Linked DNA regions of Hordeum vulgare: region 2 is linked to region 1. Evidence: chromatin contacts called from public Hi-C data. All regions are on one chromosome and are shown on one strand. The core of a region is the stretch at or near the end of the contact, and the rest is flanking DNA. Distances in the headings are between cores, read along the strand shown.

What was found. A called contact is a pair of places that touch in the nucleus more often than the background predicts.
Region 2: a contact with region 1 is called in a Hi-C map of seedling, with 4 times the contacts expected there. The contact joins the promoter of LOC123439660 here to the promoter of LOC123439658 in region 1. A contact is called at or near these places in 1 of 6 Hi-C or Micro-C datasets (seedling) and 1 of 1 datasets of contacts at active chromatin or transcription factors (embryo).

Annotation. Positions count from the first base shown.
Region 1 is chr3H:122,531,506-122,536,598 of MorexV3_pseudomolecules_assembly, forward strand. It overlaps LOC123439658 (G-type lectin S-receptor-like serine/threonine-protein kinase At2g19130), which reads right to left and starts at 2,861. Exons shown (of 2, transcript XM_045116350.1): 1 at 428-2,861; 2 at 1-344. The coding sequence starts at 2,617. The coding sequence ends at 306.
Region 2 is chr3H:122,913,477-122,918,569 of MorexV3_pseudomolecules_assembly, forward strand. It overlaps LOC123439660 (nodulin-related protein 1-like), which reads right to left and starts at 2,301. Exons shown (of 1, transcript XM_045116351.1): 1 at 1,636-2,301. The coding sequence starts at 2,222. The coding sequence ends at 1,749.

The DNA of each region.
Region 1 (5,093 bases), core at 1,611-4,110:
GAGATGTGTGTGGGAGATGTAAACTACCGTGGGCGTTATCTTTTTTTTCTCTCTAGCAGAGGGCTTGTAGTCTGGAATTGGAAACAGACCTGAACACAGATTCGGATTCAACAAATCTGGAATTGGAATTCTCTAGGAACCTCCTTCAAGAACCAGAATATACATCACTTTCATCACCCTCCATAAGGTCATGCAGCGAAGTTGGTTCATCACCCTCCATAAGGTCCTGAAGCGAAGTTGGTATTGGAGGCATATCAATGTCCACGACACCTTCCAACATGCGAACAATTTGCCCCATTGATGGCCTATCGTCCTCCTGATCCTGGATGCACCAGCAGGCGACCCTACAGAGGACATCCAGCTCCCTCACGTTAGCATCGCCTTCCAGCCTAGCATCCAGCAGGCACATAACCTCCCCTTCGTTCACCTGAGCAGCCGCGTAGAGAGGAAAATACCGATGGCTCCCAAACTGCATCATCTTGGTGCTCCTTCTCCCCGAGATGATCTCGAATAGCACAATGCCGAAGCTGTACACGTCGGCCTTCTTGGTGATGGGCAGCCCGGATAGCCACTCTGGTGCGAGGTATCCCATGGTTCCTCGCATGGTGGTCAGCGCGGAGTTGAATTCTCGTCCAAGCAGCTTCGCCATGCCGAAATCGGCAATCTTAGGGCAGAATTCCGCATCGAGCAGTATGTTCTCAGGTTTGATGTCGCAGTGTATGATGCAGTCCTTGCACTCTTCGTGTAGATAGGCCAGACCCTTGGCGATGCCTAGTGCAATTTGGTACCGAACATTCCAACTCAATGGGCCAGATTTCTCTGGAAAGAGATGAGTGTCCAAGGAGCCATTTGGCATGTACTCATAGACCAGCAACCTTCTGTCCCCCTTGACACAGAATCCCAATAGACGGACCAGCTTATTATGTTGGATCGCTCCAACTGTCTGCACCTCTGTTCTGAATTGCTTCTCTGCTTCCCCGAGGACTTTGAGATTCTTCACAGCGATGTCTGTTGATCCCGGCAGTGTTCCCCTGAAAACACTTCCGAATCCCCCCTGCCCGATTTTATCAGAGAAATTCATCGTCGCTTTCTTGATCTGTGCATAAGTGTAGGCCACAAGAGGGCCTTCTACTTCAAACTTCCTGGCGGCAAATGAATTCCTCCTGAATCTCCATAGCAGCACCGATATTATCAGTATCAAAGAAGCAAAGCATATCAATCCAGTGACCAGTAATGCAATTCCTCTTGTTTGTAAGCCATTCTTGTTCCTCAGCTTGGTGCCCAATCGGAGGTAGATCTTGCTGTACGGCGGCCTAGAAGCCAAGCTCAGATTATACAGTTTGTGGTACCAGAGCTTGCATCCATGGCCATACGAGTAGGCGATGCAGTAGCATTTGCTCCGGCAAGCCGCTCTGCAGACTTCATCGGTTCCGGCCATCTCTCCCTGGGCGTTGTAAGGAAGCCCTTGCAGCTTGTCCAATGGGGCGAAGGTGTCACCGTGCTCTGTCTGGCCGTCGGACTCGCAGCTCAGTGGGACAGACCTCGAGCAGCCGGTGACGAAGTACCCAAGCCCCCACTCAATCGGGAACGACGGCGTGAACCCGTCGACGCAGCCGCACTTCCCGCTGCTCGTGCAGGCGCCGAAGTCGCCGCAGAAGAACCCGCCGGATTTGCAATCGGGAGGGAAGGACCAGCGAGCGGCCCAACCGCCGGTGCCGTTTGCGTCGGGATCCGGCTCCGAGTACCGCATTAGGCTGACTTGCCCCAGATGGAACTGCAAGAACTCGGTACTGTTTGGGCCCTCCCTGTGACTCAGCCGCAGCGAGCTGCCATTGTCTTGAGAGGACACCATCCAGTCCGGGAAGGTACCGAGGTTGGCGTGCCCGTCGGTGGTCAGCACGAACCCGTTCCTGCGCGTCACGTCGACGCTGAGGCTGCCGTTGTGCGAGAAGCTCTTGAACGTCAGCGAGACGTTCTTCCCGGTGTCTTTGTCGAGCCCGAGCCTAGCTCCGGGGAGCAGCGCGTCGCCGGGGTAGTCGAAGCTCTGCCACAGGACCAGGGAGGAGTTCCTCTGGTCCCTCACCACCAGGTTGCCGTTGTCGAGGAGGACCGCCACGGCGGCGGACGACACATTGCCGCCCGGCGACGGCGTCCACCAGAGGCTGGCTCCATTCTGCTTGATGTAGAGACTGCCGCCGAAGATCTCCAGTGACGCGCCGGGCAGGTCGGTGATGACGACCCTGTTCCCGAGCCAGAAGGTAGGGCTGTGGCCCATGTTTCTGAGCCGGACACCCAAGAAGTAGTGGATGCCGGGGCCTGGGGAAAAGAAGCCCAGCTCGAAGCTGCCGGTCTTAGAGACCAGGGTCTCGTTACCGGAGATGCCCTCGCCGGGGAGGATGGTGTCCGTGGTGGCAGACGCGGCCAAGAGGGCGCCGTCAATGAGCAGGAGGAAGAGAAATACCAGCGGCGCCCGTTTGGCTGGGGAGAGGCCGGGGCTGAGCGAACGCGCTGCGCAGCCGCCACTGGTGTGCATAACCTTCAGAGGAACGAAGTGGGAACTTCCCCCAATCCTCCAGCCCGACCAGTGGCGACGGTGAACGCCCGTCGCCGCCGCCATTGGCGCGCCGCGGGCTCGTCTTGCTCTCAAGCTTTACTCCAGTTCAGCAAGCTTCAGAAATTCAGAGCTACTAGTTTGCAGTTCAGGTTGGCTCATTCGTTTGCGGTGAAAATATCACCTCCGTCCTGCACTCGGCCATGTCACGTTTAATCACTTCCCTTCACAGAATCACAGTTCAGCTTTTGTCTTTTTTGTTTGTGTGTGCGCCCGCTGTAGTGGACGGTGAAATTATGTGGAAATCGGCTTATCTTTCTTGTTATAACTAGATCTGGCCAAACGAGCCATATAAATCCGGCCGGCCCGACAGACATGCCTGGCACGACACGGGCCCGGTCCAACACGGCCTAATCGTATTTGGGCCCAGCACGAAGCACACTTCGGGTTGTGTTTGGATCTGAAAGGATGGACACGCGGCACGGCACAGTCTGTTTATTTTTTTTATACATTTTTAGATTTTTTAGTATATATATATACATAACATATGATTCAATAGGCTCAAAAATAAGCCCATGAGGTTAAAAATATGTGGCCCAGCGTGCTAATCGGGTCATCATGTCGGCCCATTTAATAACCGGGCCGTGCCTGGGCTTGAAGGCGCAGCCCACGGGCCGGCACGGCACGGCCCGACTAATAAACGTGCCTGGGCGGGTCGTGCCGTGCCAGGCCCGATTACAACGGGTCGTGTCGGGTCGTGTCGTGTCGGTCCGTTTGGCCAGGTATGGTTATAACTGACATGATATAGTTCTTGACAAGTTTGAATTGCAGCCGCATTGCGAAAGCCTTTGACAGTCTCGTGGTCTTTTCTGTTTAACGGATACGCCCCGGTCCGCCGATTGAAATTTTGGTCGGTCGCATCGTAGCCAACCGATTCACCTTGCGTGCATCGTTGGATTTGGTCCTTCCTTCCATGGCATTTTCTTTCCCACGCGGCTCAAGAGAAAAGATACGCACCCGCCATTGCGTAGCACCGTCCCACGACGCGGTCATTATGGGTGTGTTTGGTAGCCTGCACCAAGGGCGCATGAGGGCAACAGTTTCCTTCTCAACCCACTTTTGTCTGTTTGATAGGGTGGATGAGCACTACTCAACATGGTTCATGTGATGCAAAAAGGCCCCGTAGCATGGCTCCCGAGCGAACGGAAGATCACGTGTTCGTTGCTCAGCGTGGCTCCTGAGGCCCATCACATCTGTTCCCTCCTCGACCCACCACGCCCGAATGACCTCTCCACCCCCTCGAAAAACTGACCTAATCCAGCCTCTCGTCCCTCTCCCTGCTCCCGCGACGCACCGCCACACCTGTTCCAGCGACGCGTTCCCGCCCTGCTCGCCCTCTCGTTGTCCGCCTCGCCTTTTCCCGCGATGCGCCTCCATCCTGCTCGCCCCCGGCCGCCGCCTCTCCTGCTCTGCCCCGGTCGCGCAGCCTCCCCTGCTCTCCCCCGGTCGCGCCGCCTCCCCTGCTCTCCCCTGCTCTTATCATCGGTAGTACCGCTCCTAGGAGTGGTAGTACTGCTCTGTCTCGTGTAGAGGGGGTGGGTAACGGGCAGATTTTTTCCCCCACTATACAAAGGGTTTCTTCTTCCCTGAGAACCCTACCTTTTGCCCCCAAAGCTCCATTGTTGCTCCAAGCTCCATTTTAGCCCGATCTCTCTCCCTATCCAACAAAACTTGTTGATATTCTAGGGTTTGGTTGAGAGGGCCTTGATCTACACTTCCACCAAGAGAAATTTGATTCCCCCACCTAATCCCTCACGGATCTTGTTACTCTTGGGTGTTTGAGCACCATAGACGGTTGAGGTCACCTCGAAGCCATATTCCATTGTGGCGAAGCTTCGTGGTCTTGTTGGGAGCCTCCAATTAAGTTGTGGAGATTTTCCTAACCTTGTTTGTAAAGGTTTGACCGCCGTCTTCAAGGCACCACTTAGTGGAATCATGGTACCTCGCATTGTGTGAGTGCGTGAGGAGAATATGGTGGCCTTAGTGCCATCTTGGGGAGCATTGTGCCTCCACACCGCTCTAACGGAGACGTACTTCCCCTCAAAGGGAAGGAACTTCGGAAACACATCCTCGTATTCATCGGTTCCACTTGTGGTTATTTCTTACCTTTACTTGTATTTACTTCTTTCTTCTTATTGTTGTTGTTAGCATCCTATAGGTTGCTCCCTTAGTTGCATATCTAGACAAGCTATTTATTGCTAAACCTAATTTGTTAAAAGAAAAATTTAAAATTTGTTAGTTGCCTATACAACCCCCTCTAGTCAACCATATAGACCATGTCACTTGACCATGTTCTTCATCACCTTCTGACCCCGCTCATGCCTGATGGATAGTTCCTATAAAAGGTTCGCTCCAAACGAGCTGGCCTCTTCTTCGGGATGCCCAGTTAGGAGAGCTACCAAGAGACGTGGTATGTTTGTTAGTTCGATATAATATGTATACGGAACTACAAGCTTAGAATACATCTTACCGAACATGCCAC
Region 2 (5,093 bases), core at 1,051-3,550, 380 kb after region 1:
GCGTCCCTTGTAATCACGGCCACCCGCCGAATACCCTGTACTATTTTCTTTCTTGTAATACATCGGCACGCAAGTCTTTTGGGTGTTTGCAAAAAAAAGTCCTAATCAATTTTAGTACTCCATGTTAGGATTTTTTTCACTATTCTGACGTTAATCTGAAATTATAACACAAAATGAACTCTGTACGAAACTATTTCACGATCTGACATTTTAAAGACGCTATAACCCGTGGTGTTGCTACTACACGTAGAAACGCCAATCTACTATGACGTTTCTGCTCCACGTTCACACGACTAACTAGCTCGCATTGCAGCTCACATAAAAACGCCAGGCTCTCACGTTGCTACCCAGACGGCAAACGCCATGGACCATGTCGTTTCCGTGGCCTGTTACTGTTCTAGCGGCGTTGCCATGCCCACTTTTTCTCCACGCTCCTGCTCCCGTTTTATTTTTCATATAGCTGTACAACTGTGCTCTACTCCGCTTGCTTGCTCATGACAATGGGTCATAGCATTAATAAAGTATGGCAAACCAAAGTGTGGCAAAAACCAAACATATGTTAATTAAACTGTGGCTGCTAAATTTTGACTTGACAAAGTGTGACCGAAAGCCAAACAGCCCTTGGTGACGCCATGGATTGACACTTACTACAGCCTGATTGTGTGTTTGTGTTTGTTTTTTTGTTTTGTGGTGACTGACGGGACTGGACTAGCGCTGCATGGCTCGCTACTTAGCTAGCTTTTGACCGTCAACCATCGCTGCCAACGAGCGAGATGTTGCCACTGTCATAATACACTAGCTAGCTAGCCAGGCCCGGCTGTCAGAGTCACCATCTCTGGCATGCATGCTTACCGAGGCGGCAGGCAGTTTCTCAACCGGGCACCGCTTGGCGGGGAGCCGCATTCCCCTGTGCGACTGCGGCGCCCAGTCCCTCCCTACCCGTGACCATGCATGCACGAGCACACGACGCCCACCTGTCCGGGAGAAGGAACGATGTATGGCGTTTGCTGCAAGGACAACATCAGTGAGCGTGGCGTTTTTGCGTGAATGACATCCGAGCTAGATCGACGTTTAAATGTGGAATAGAAACATCAAGCTAGACCGACGTTTCTACGTGCAGCAGCAACATCACGGGCTGTGACGTTTTTTAAAAGGGTCAAATCGTAAAATACTTTCAGTTTATGATAAAGACTGTTGAAAAGGTCAAAACAGTGCAAAAACCCTCCATGTTCCTTGGTAGTCATAGGCATGGCCCAAATAATATAGGGTCATACCCCTAAAATAACATGATATAGGGCCAGATGCAATAATTGATAATGGAAACACCGGTCTTTATGTCGCAACTTATACTCCCTCCATTTCTAAATATATATATTTTTTTAAATTCCATTAAAAAACCAAATACGAAGCAAAATGAATGAATTTATATTTTAAAATATGTTTATATACATCCGTATATAGTCTTTTAGTGAAACGTCTAAAAAAACTTATATTTAAAAAGGGAGGGAGTAGATTACAACCGAGATCCTGCAAGCAGGATGCCTCTAGCTAGCACAACCGGATTATTGATCATCATACAGACATCCATAACTTAAGAAACTTTACAGAACCAAATATCAGCAGCTAATAATATAATTAAGCGCAACCACGACGTTATTATTTTATACAGTAATAAAATACAAAAAAGGAACGCAGCGCACGAACTTAGCAAGAGCTACATGCATGTAGTAGAAGCAGAAACCCGACTTCTACTTCATGAACCCCTGAGCCATCTTCATGAAGCCGCCGCCGCCGCTCTCCTTCTCCTCCCCGTCACCCTTCTTCCCTGATAGCGATGCAGCCCCCTTCATGACGTCGTCGAGACCGAACCCGTCGGACGATTTCTCTTCCTCCACGGCGGGTGCAGGTGCAGGCGCAGGCGCTGGCTCCTTGGGTGCATCCGGCTTCGGTGCGTCAGCGGCAGCAGGTGCATCAGTCTTCTCTGCACCGCCGGAGCTGTACTGTTTCAGGTACTCCTCGGCCTTCTCGAGGTACTGGCCCACCGGCTTGTCCTCTAGCTTGCCGTACTTGGCGGCGGAGTCCAGGATATCGGCGGAGGCGGCGGCTACCTTTTCCTTGTCGATGCCCTCGACGCTCTTCTTCTCGTAGGCTGTCCTGGCGGCCTCCGCGACCAGCTTGCTGCTGGACATCAGGTCCCCGGACGAGTTCTTCTCACCCTCCATTCAAGCTTAGGTGCTGGTAGCAACAATCTTTTGTCGCTTAAGAGTGGTGAGGCTAGTAGCAGAGGGAGTGAAGAGGATAGATGGTAGGGGTTCGATTTTATAGGTGGAGGAAGGTGTGGATGGGATCGGCGACAAGAGGGAAAGCTACTTGTGTGGTTGAGTTTGGTAGTGGAGAAGAAAATATCTTCGGATATAATAAGACAGACAGGGGAAGAGAAAATTGTAATGTAAAATAGTAGCACACTTCAATCTCTATTTGAGTGTTGTAGAAAAATAGAAGTTTTTGTATTAGACAGACTAACCTTGTTCAGTTTTTTTGTGTAGGATAACAATCATTTTTGTGTAGGATAAGAATGAACGTAGTCTTTCTAATCCATGGTTATTACTAAGAGCTTTGAGTGGATACAAATTATTTTAAAATCGTTTAGTGTAAAGTGCTGCCTGAGAATTCCTATGAAACTTACTTCTACTAATCAGACGAATAACACAGAAAAATTTCTTATGATTTTGATCCTCCAAATTTCTATAACAATCCTTCGTAAAGGTACTTGAACTAAGAGCAGGCTGACAGTGTTAATGTCTATCTGTCCCTTTTTTTTAGTGCTTGACCGTGAAGAACCGCAGTCACGAAATGAACTTTGTTCGCACAAATCTCAGCGGGTTACCTCTTTAAGATAAAGTGGCAGATATGGAATCAGCTAAAGCTCTTGTGGTCACAATCGCAAGTGGATTTATGCAAAAAAGAAAAATGAAAGAAAGCACTAGCCAATAACGTGGAGATACGTGTCCTTCCTCTGAATGTGATAATTACCTGCTGAACAGGGAACCCCAGATGTCGACTGTCGGCAATGGCAGCACCGACGCTTGCTAACGGCTGAAACGGGTGACACGTATTCTGGGTACCCCCGCCACGGAAAATGTCGTATAAGTGTATCAGGTGTCACTCTTACTTCCAAATTATAAAAATTCAAATTAAAATATTCAGAAAATAATCGCGAATGTTCACCACACATGTGTACGCAGCTCTTCAGAAATACAGATCCAAACTCAAAGCATAGGGTTGTGGACAAATGTCTAGTGAACACAAATAATTTATTTTCAGATTTTTGAAACATCTATTCAGAAAAATTATAACGGTAGGTCCGAACAAATAAAGGAAGAACACTCGAGGCATCTTCAAGTAGACCCTCAAAACGCCCACATACGTTTGAACCGTGTAGTTTGCCATTCAACACACATGCATTTGTGCGTGGATGCGTTCGTTTGTCTAATTTTTTGTAAACCGATCACAAAATTGGGGAGCTTTGTGGTATTCTGAACCGCAATGACGTGGGACTCCGACACCCCCGATCCACTCGAATTCTCATCTCGGGTCACTTTTCTTTCACTCGACCCCAACTCCCTCTTGCAGTGCATCCTCATCCTCCTCCTCCTCCGGCATCGTCTTTGTACTTCTCCGGCTGTCGCCCAGGCATTGCGAGACGTGTGCATCCCCACCCACGCGCAAATAGACACATATTTTTTGTTTTTTGCTTGTTTGAGTCGTTCGAGCGGACAAATGTGTTCGATTGTGGCCTTGGGCCATCGGGGCGCCCAAATGTGGCCAAAGCATTTGGCCGACGCCACAACTTACAAACAACTCAATAGGCATAAATTTTTTAAAATAAAACATGCATATTGGAATGCTGGTCGAAGCCCACTTAATAATTAATTAAAACAAAAAATATTTAAACTAAAAATACCACTCTCATGCGCTCGGTGCCCCAGCCCGCAGCCCTAGGCATCATCGTCGTCATGCTTGCCCTCCATGGTTAGGTCGACGTACTCAGCAACGCCGCCCATGGGAAAGCATGCTGGTAGGCTGCCAGTGTCGTTTGCTGACGCGGTGGCGGTGGCGGCGTTGCGTGACACTGCATCTTTTCCTCCTGCGCGCGCCGCTCGGCCTCCTCCTTGCACAATGATTGCATCGGATGCTCCAAGTCTGCCCAATTTGATACCACCGCGCGGCCCTCCCACTGCGCAAGGTACTATCGCTCCCCATCCTCCATCACGCATAGCCAAACTGGCGACCTAGAGATATACCTGGGCACAACGCCCACCCATTGATACGTCTCGAGCATGGGCGCGGGTGCGGACGATGGCGGTGGTGATGAAGGTCGTAGTGGATAGACGTTCTCACCGGCCACCGAATGCTGCAACGCCTCCTTGAGGCTAGGTCACCGAGCATCCTTCACACACTTGGACTCCTCGATGGCGCGCTGGATCGCCTCCTCCAGTGCCGCTTGGTAGGCCACCTCTTTGTCGTCCTCCTTCTCCATCGACGATGGCGATGGGGGCGATCGTCGATCTAGACGACGCCACGACGGCTCATGGCGTGCTCAACCGTGAATTAGATGTCCCAATTCAGGGAGTCGAGCATGTATGCAGGGTCGCGGTGTTGCTCCGGCACGATAAGAGCATGGAGGTTGCAGATCTCTACTGCACGTACATGCCCAGACTGCAGCACGACCGTCACCGGAATCTAATGGCTGTCGAGATGCCAACTGTGTAGAAGGTTGATGTTCAGCCATGACAATTGGACACAGTACTCCCATTGGTACTAAGCACAATGCACCGAAATGTAGAGTCGGTAGCATGGTCATCGCCCCCATCCCGACGCCAGCGTTAAATTGGCCGGGCTACGTGAAGATCGAGCCTCATGGTCATGCTTGTGGATGACGAAGCCCATGGCGACGACAGAGGCTAGGGTTTGTGTCGGCCAGAAAGGGAGCACGCATGGCCATTTAAAAGAACGTGGACTGGATTCTTCGTGTCGGTGACAAGCGGGCCTAAGATGGTTGGTTTGCATTCACAATGATTGGGCATTGGTTG